Regions from separate parts of the Mus musculus genome. Here region 2 is linked to region 1. A link is a contact called in public Hi-C data. All regions are on one chromosome and are shown on one strand. The core of a region is the stretch at or near the end of the contact, and the rest is flanking DNA. Distances in the headings are between cores, read along the strand shown. Region 1 has its middle 160 kb from the start of Gm36594. Region 2 has its middle 120 kb from the start of Dlgap1.

Evidence for each region. Hi-C and Micro-C count contacts between places; a contact is called where the count stands out from the background.
Region 2: a contact with region 1 is called in a Hi-C map of cortical neurons, with 1.8 times the contacts expected there. The contact joins two enhancer-like sites. A contact is called at or near these places in 1 of 484 Hi-C or Micro-C datasets (cortical neurons) and 1 of 115 datasets of contacts at active chromatin or transcription factors (bone marrow-derived dendritic cells).

The regions. Positions count from the first base shown.
Region 1 is chr17:69,767,122-69,770,753 of GRCm38.p6, forward strand. No RefSeq gene overlaps it. Among named protein-coding and RNA genes, the nearest start is that of Gm36594, 160 kb to the right of the region's middle. Within about 2 kb of position 2,105, at least 32 of the 459 cell types and tissues checked have an H3K27ac peak or open chromatin away from gene starts, as enhancers often do. A contact at or near this core is called in cortical neurons, where this site is marked.
Region 2 is chr17:70,307,506-70,311,430 of GRCm38.p6, forward strand. It overlaps a transcript of Dlgap1 not described here. Among named protein-coding and RNA genes, the nearest start is that of Dlgap1, 120 kb to the right of the region's middle. Within about 2 kb of position 1,251, at least 26 of the 459 cell types and tissues checked have an H3K27ac peak or open chromatin away from gene starts, as enhancers often do. A contact at or near this core is called in cortical neurons, where this site is marked.

The DNA of each region.
Region 1 (3,632 bases), core at 855-3,354:
ATATAAGAAAATGAACTATGAACACTATGAAATACATATGGCTATTTAGTGAATTGTTAATGTTTCAAGTACTGAGATAGCAATGTGTGTTATGTATTAGTCTGCTCTACTTACATGTGGTTATTTATGGTTATTTCCTGCAGTAACTAGACCATGCATTATTAGTAAAATAGTACATATCTTTCTATATATGTAAAGATAATGCATATCTTTCTATAATATGTATCTTTCTATGCCTTTAAGATGAAAAACTTGAGACCATGCAGCTTTCACAAAGTCAAATAGGTAGTAACTGAAAGAGTCCCGACTGAATTTCGAGTCTTATTCTAAGACACGGGGCTTTCTCCACAGCACATTTCTAAGCATCTCTTTGAGGCTCTACCACCAGCTTTCTTTAGAGTCACTGGCATCCTTTAGTGCTTTCCCCCCTATGAAATGCTAAGCTATGACCCATTGGGATAGCTGAGACAATGCTCCAGGGTGTCTCCGTGTTTCTGCTTGTCCTGGGTGAACTGGCACTTCAGCTCTCTTTCCAAGGAGTAGTGTCAAATAAGCACCTTTGGAAAACAGAAGAGCTGGCCTTTTCTGAAGCGCTCAGCAGATTCACTTGCTGTTCTGTGTAATAAAGATAGTGTCTCTCTTCGGGACAAGTATCTCTTGGTCTTGGTTACAGCCAACGTCTGAAGATTTCCTAAGCACAGCTTGCCTGAGCGGAGGTGTGACGTTCACTATGTGTCACATCCACTGGCTTTCTCCTGCACCCTCCTCCTTGGTGCCTGGCACAGCAGGATGAAGTTTGTGGTCTGCTAAACCCTGTGCACAGTGATCTGTCTCTGACCTGACAGTGTTGTATCTTTCACAGGTTCCTACAAGATGTCAAGGCAATTTGTTAGGTTGCAAGTAAGAGGAAACCTCAGACTTCACAATTTCCGACATTCATTTCTCCATTCATGATCATTATTAGACTAATAGTTGTGCCTTTGATTGACACATTTCATCCAGTTGTTCTCAGACATACTTTGAGGTATTTGACCTTTGAACAGTCCTTTTCCTTTCTTTTTATTTTTCTCTCTTCATTATGCGTTCCTTTTGCTGCCAGGGTCTTTGTGTCTCTTAGCTTCTTTTCACCTTTCCCTGAATTTTAGCTCTAAAAATTATATCCATTGTTCACACCTTACGGTAAAATAAACGTGTTGCTGCCTCTCGTAGAGATATTTGCATTTTCAGTCTCAATTTTAGATTCAGACTTCATCTCTGAAAATAGCAATTTAAGAAGTTTTAATAAGGAAGTAGAAGGAAACTTATTTGTGCCAGAGATTAAAATTCATTCGTTTTACTTCTGAAATTAAAATTCTTGATGTTTTCCAGCTCTTTCTATAAGTCAAGAAAGTTTTGGATTGACTCCAGTTTTCAGTCTATACAACCCTACTGGAGAGTTTTACATCTATGGGGGTTTGACCAACTGCACTTCAAAATCATTTGAGGAAATTATCCTTGTACTGAATACGAACAGCATTTCTTCTGTCCCATTATTGTCCAAGCAGTGCAGTGGAGGAACTGCGCACTTTTTCTATACCATGTTAGCTATTGCACATCATCTACAGAAAATATAATGTATAGAAGTAGGGTTGTAACGTCTAGGTTCTATGCAGATACAAGGACATTTTAATGAGGAGTTTGAGCATCTGCAGACTTGGGTATCTGTTGCTGTCCTGGCTTCATCTCCCATGAATACTGAGCAATGGCTGTATTTTGTCACTTGGAAGTATGCTGAAAGCTTCGTTAGTTAAGCTAGGCCCAGGGTGCTACTATAATATAAACGTTTGAAATTCAGTAGGCTAGTGAAAGCACATTTCTTACTCATGTAGTTTGAGGCCAGCATGTGCTTGGCAGCAGGTGGACCCGCGTCTGAGGCTCCTTCCATTCACAGGGCAGAAGAGGGAGCCACAGCAAGGACACACATGTTACCAATCACCTGAGAGGATCGAGTGTGTTTCCTTTTCCTCATACTCTATTGGCTGAAGCTCATTCATCTACATGCTAAGGGCTCCAGCACAGAGAGCTCTGCCTCATGGCCAGATAGAAAGTAAAAACAAGTTGAATTGCACGCAGAGTTATCACTGCCTAGAATTTGTACTCTTTGTTCCAGAACAACTCAGTAGCGCCGGATATTTCTGACAAACGCTCATGAATAATTCACTTTGACACAGTGAGGGAAGGCCATATGCTGCTTGTATTTGTGGTTTCTTCGGCTTCAAATCAGTTGCTTCCTTTTCTGCAGTGAAAATAATAGTAGCTTACATTCTCGCACATAACCTTAAATTAAAACCTATTTTCACAAGCAAGATGTGTAGTATGATGCTATTATTGTAAATGGGGGCAAACAACCTCTATCAAGCAAACCATTAGAATACAGCAGCAGTCAATTCTTTGACAACAGAAATCACTGTTACTGTCTTATATATTTATATTTTTTTTCTGAAAAAAAATAGATTTACAATTAGGAAAGTAAAATATTTCTATTTCAAACAATAGAGACCAAGTCACCATAGAGCTGTTAGGCTATGCCGCTTTCACACTACTCATCTGGTGCTTAAGAAAGGCAAACATTGGTAGTGCTATACTCGCTTTGCAGAGAAGAGACCTGAGGCTCAGATTCAGTGTGAACTTGGCCAGTGGCATCCATCTAGAAGCAGTCAACCTAAGACCTAAACCTACACTACGTTCTTTCAAAGTCTGTTTAGCCCTGCAGCGCCACAATGACTTCAGGAGCCTAAGCAAACTAGCATGCTTTTGTATGTTCTAGTAGCTCTTGATTTCAACACAAAAAATTCACATACAAACTTCTTTAAGGAATTCTTCCATAGTTCCTATTATACAGACACCCATAATGGCTCTACATATTCACTTAAAAGAAAGTTCTGGGCGCCTTTAGGTGTTTTTAGGTGAAGGCTCTTTGACAAAGAACGTATAGCATAGCCTTTCCTCTGTATCTCCATCTGCTTGCATGGAGAGTGCTTAATGAGTCCTCAGTGCCTCCCCCCTGCATGACAAGGATGAGAGAAGTTGCCAGCCCATCCTGTCAGTTCCACATCAGATCCAGATGGCTCTGCACACTCCATTTTTAGTTCCTGTTTTGTTTTCACCTCTCAGGGTAAAAAAGAACAGCCTGTAACATTGCGATGGATAAATTTCTGCACTGTGACTATGTATGCAGAGCAGCAGGGCTGCCACTGTTCTCCAGGGCTAATTAGCCTCTTAATATCACAATCATCAGCATCGTCCACCTGCCTGCTACTGAGGAGAGGTACTCAGGGGTTTCTGGTAAGAATGAGAGAGGGGTTCAGCAGTGGGCGACAAAGTTGCAACTCCTGTGGAAAAGGCCAATGCACACACTGAAGGACACAGAGAAAGAAAATGCAACAAGAAGTAAGCCTTCCCAAGAGCTGGTGTTTGGAGTGGGCTGGTAACTAGTTATTACTGTTACCCAAATGGTGTGTTCCATCTGAAGCTGGTGACAGGTAAGGTTAGTGAAAAATAAGCATATTCAAAGCCTTCTTTTATAGCTCTCTCCTATAGAGTCCGGCCCCATCCCGCTCTCCCTTTAACCTTCCCTCAACACTGTTACATTA
Region 2 (3,925 bases), core at 1-2,500, 540 kb after region 1:
TAAAGATTTGTGTGTATTATCTTCAGTTGTGTGTGTATGTTGTGGGGTGATCTTTGCACATGAATGCAGGTGCCTGCAGAGGCCAGAGGTATCAGATCCCTGGAGCCAGCATTACAGATGGCATGGACTCTCATATGTGTGTGTTTCAGTGTGTGGGGAGGGGGGATGCTATAAACTTAAATCGAGTCCTCCACAAATGCAGAATATGCTCTTAACCACTGAGTCATTTCTCCTAGCCTCCCTTTATTATTTTTAAGGAGAATATAATTGATATTCATAGACAAGCATTTTCTAGCTTATCAAACCTATTTATAATAATGATATTTTATTTTGGCCTGGTTGATTTGACTTTCTGCGATGCATAAAGACGCCGAACACTGCCTCACCACCAGCACCACCACGTAGATTTCCAATACAACTCTTCGTCACACTTCATTGGATTTAATGGCTGCTGGTGTCACTTTTTTACGAGATCAGCCCTCAGTGAGTCTCTGCTTCAAATGAGTCATCATGGCTAATGATTGCATTTGTTATATTTCAGCGCTCTTGAGCATCTCATACTAAGAGTGACATCTGGTTAATGCTATCAAGGACAGCAACAATCTGAAGTCGAGGTCTCCTCCTGCATCGGAAGCGTGGAAAAATAAAAACAGAGAGCATCAAAGGTAAACTTTATTTCCTTTGTGTAATCCACTTCTGCAACATCCTGTAAAGATGCACTGTGCAAAACAGTTTTTCACTTTTTATAGCATGATGTATTTCTGCCTGGCAATCCTAAAGCTATTAATAGGCTGCTGAATTTGATGTCCTTTTTTTTTAACTCCTTGGCTCCCTGTACATATTTTAATTAAGATGGAGTTCACCTGCGTAGTAATTATTGTCAGTCTAAGATGTCAGGTCTGGCGAATGCAATTTTCAGGACTCTGTAGGCTAAAATACTGGGCGTGAGGCTAAGCGTGGAATAGAAGATGATGGCACAGCACATGCTCTGTATTTTCTTTGCTTGCCGGAGACAGTTGCATTCAACAGCACAGGCTTGCGCACTGGTCTAAATCTGGAGCTGCTGAAGCCCATGCTGCAGTCTCCGCTCTCTTCCTGCCACGTGTTCTGTTAGAAGGGAAGGCTGGAGAATGTGTAAGTCAAATGCATTACCTGTATAATGTCAGATCAGAGGGGATTGAGAGGGCTGGATACGTCAGTAAGCTACTCTCCCATTCGGGTTACGTGAGCAACAAAGACAAGGACTTGAAAATGGCCCTCGACTGGAACGATGACCTCATGGGTCAAGCTTGAGAACAGCTGGGCCTTCTTACCGGCACACGATGATGTAATTTTCAACCAAGGCAGGAGGATAATACAATGAGTCTAGCACAGAAAGTGAATCAGTAAGAACACGGATATGCTAACAAATCTGCCTGGGAGTCATGGGAACGAACTCTTCAGAGAGTCCCCATGGAAGTTTGGATGCTGTCTGGAATTTGTACCTGAAAGGCATGCAGGAGGAGGATTGCCCTCTGAGTCTGCCAGGAAGGACGTGAGCTCCCCTGGTTTTAGGCTGTGTTAGCACCACCTGAGGCAGGAGACAGAACATCCAATTATCTGGGAAGGCCAACCTTGTAATGCAAAGAGAATCTAACGGAGAACAGAAATGCCCATCTCTGCAGCTGTGGCTGCAATCGCAAGTGGTCCAGAGGTCGTTATTCAGCCAATCGGTGACTTTGTTACATCCCCCTTTGCTTGATTTTGATGCAGGTCATTTTTCTCCCAGATGAAAGGTCTAAGAAGAAAGCACTTTGTAATTTGAAGTTCTATCCAAATGTCAGGGAGCCAAAATGAAGTGTTTTAAGATAAAATTTTGTCGATAGAGCTGTGCTCAAAATGAGACATGCATCTTGGCATACTGGTTTTTTTAAAATAAATATATGTATGTATTTATATTTGTATACAATATACATATAAAAACTTTATTCTTCCCCCTCCCCCCCCCTTGACCTCCCAGTCTCCTGCTCCTCCTTTGCTTGTTCAACCTCTTTTGTTCAGTAATTTAATTGAATGTTAGCTTGCGGGGTTTGGGGAAGTTAGTTGCAATGGTTTTCCTTTAAATGTGTTTGGAACTTGCTGAAAAGCATGGTACTGCTAACAGTTGAACAATCCATAGCTGTTCATTCTTGCTGACTCCTCCCCCTCTGAAGCAGGTTAGTATTGAAGGTGGTAGGGAAGCCAGCATGTGTTCAGATAGATAGATAGATAGATAGATAGATAGATAGATAGATAGATAGATAGATAGATATAGAGATATATAATATAAATATATACATATATTTATACTTACTTAGTTTCAAAGTGTGGTGAGCACTTTAGGAAGAGTTATAACTAATGTAATAACATGTAATAATATCGTAGCAGTTACTTGTTCTCTCTCCCTCTCCCCCTCCCCCTCTCTCCCTCTCTCCCTCTTTCCCTCTCTCCCTCTTTCCCTCTTTCCCTCTCTTCATCCGTCTCTCGCTCCCTCAGGTAATTTGAGGGGTTGGTTCTCTCTCATTCCACTTTCTGGCTAGGCCATCTCTCCTCCACCACTCCTTTCTTTTTTTCTTTAACATTAGAATGTCAAACAGTAAAATAAAGTTGGATAAAACCAGCAGTCTTGCTCTAATGTATAAAATCACACTAGAAGTTGTGACTAGGAAGGAGCAAGTATTAAATAAACAATGTACAAGCAGACATCAGCAAACATCTTAACTACTGCATAGTGGTGCACAGCATTCTAAGGAAAGCAATGAACATGGAGAGCAAGGGGCAGTGGCGGGGGAAGGTGACAGACAGCTGTGCCAGAGAAGCTGTGTGGAGTGACATGGCAGAAATACCAAAAGGAGTAGACAGAGCCAGGCCCTGAATTGACAAGACATCACTGACAGTGGTGGGAGAGAGCACTGATCAGATCAGATGGTACCCTGAACACCGGATGAAAAAGGTGTGAGTGCCCCAGGAATCTGAGGCATGGCAAGACTTCCTTTGAGTGAACTTAAAACAATCTCATCTCTCACTGGTTTCTGCTCTCCGTTTCCTTTGACTCCTGAATCTTCCAGGGTGAAAATTCTGACTATCACTTGTTTTAGTTCAAATCAAATATTCACAGATTTACTACTCCACAGTTGTACAAATTGCTAATTTAGAAGTTTTTAAGCCTGCCACTCAGTTTACCGTCCCATTTTTACCCTTTGGCTTTGTTCGCCAGTGCTCTGACTCACTACCTGGAAAGTAATATCTGTGGTCTGTCAAGCTTCGAGTTGCTTTTGTAGGTCTATGTTTGTCCAGCATAGATCAGTCAGGATGAGGACACAAATGTACGCTTTTAACAAGCTTTGAGTGGATACTAACAGATTTGTCTGGAGAGCTGACTTGGAGAACAGTGCTATAAACCGGATGAGTCAGGATGGCAATATCATGATCCAGGGTGTCACTATAATGCTCATGTTACAGTTTGAATAAAGAGACAATAGGCTTCCTTGCCAGCACACACTGTGAAGAGTTGTATTAGCTTCAGACATATCTGAATCTTAGGATGGAATGAGATCTAGTCACACACAGGGTTCCAGGCCAGCAGTCAGTGCTACATGGTCAGACCTTGACTCATAAAAGGGAAAAGAGATAAATAATATGAAATCTTCGGTTTTAAATGATTCATTTATTTATTTTTATATGTGTGATTGTGTGCCTGTGTGTATATATGTGAACTATGAGAGTGCAGTGCTTACAGAGACCAAAAGAAGGTGTCTGATCTACTGGAAACAAACCCAGGTCCTCTGCAGGAACAGTAAGTGCTCTTAACTTCTGAGCTTTTGCTCCAACACTAAAATAAGGTCTTTATATCATAAAAATTTTAATACTAAGTTCCCAGATATATCTTCTGTCCCGTACCATATTG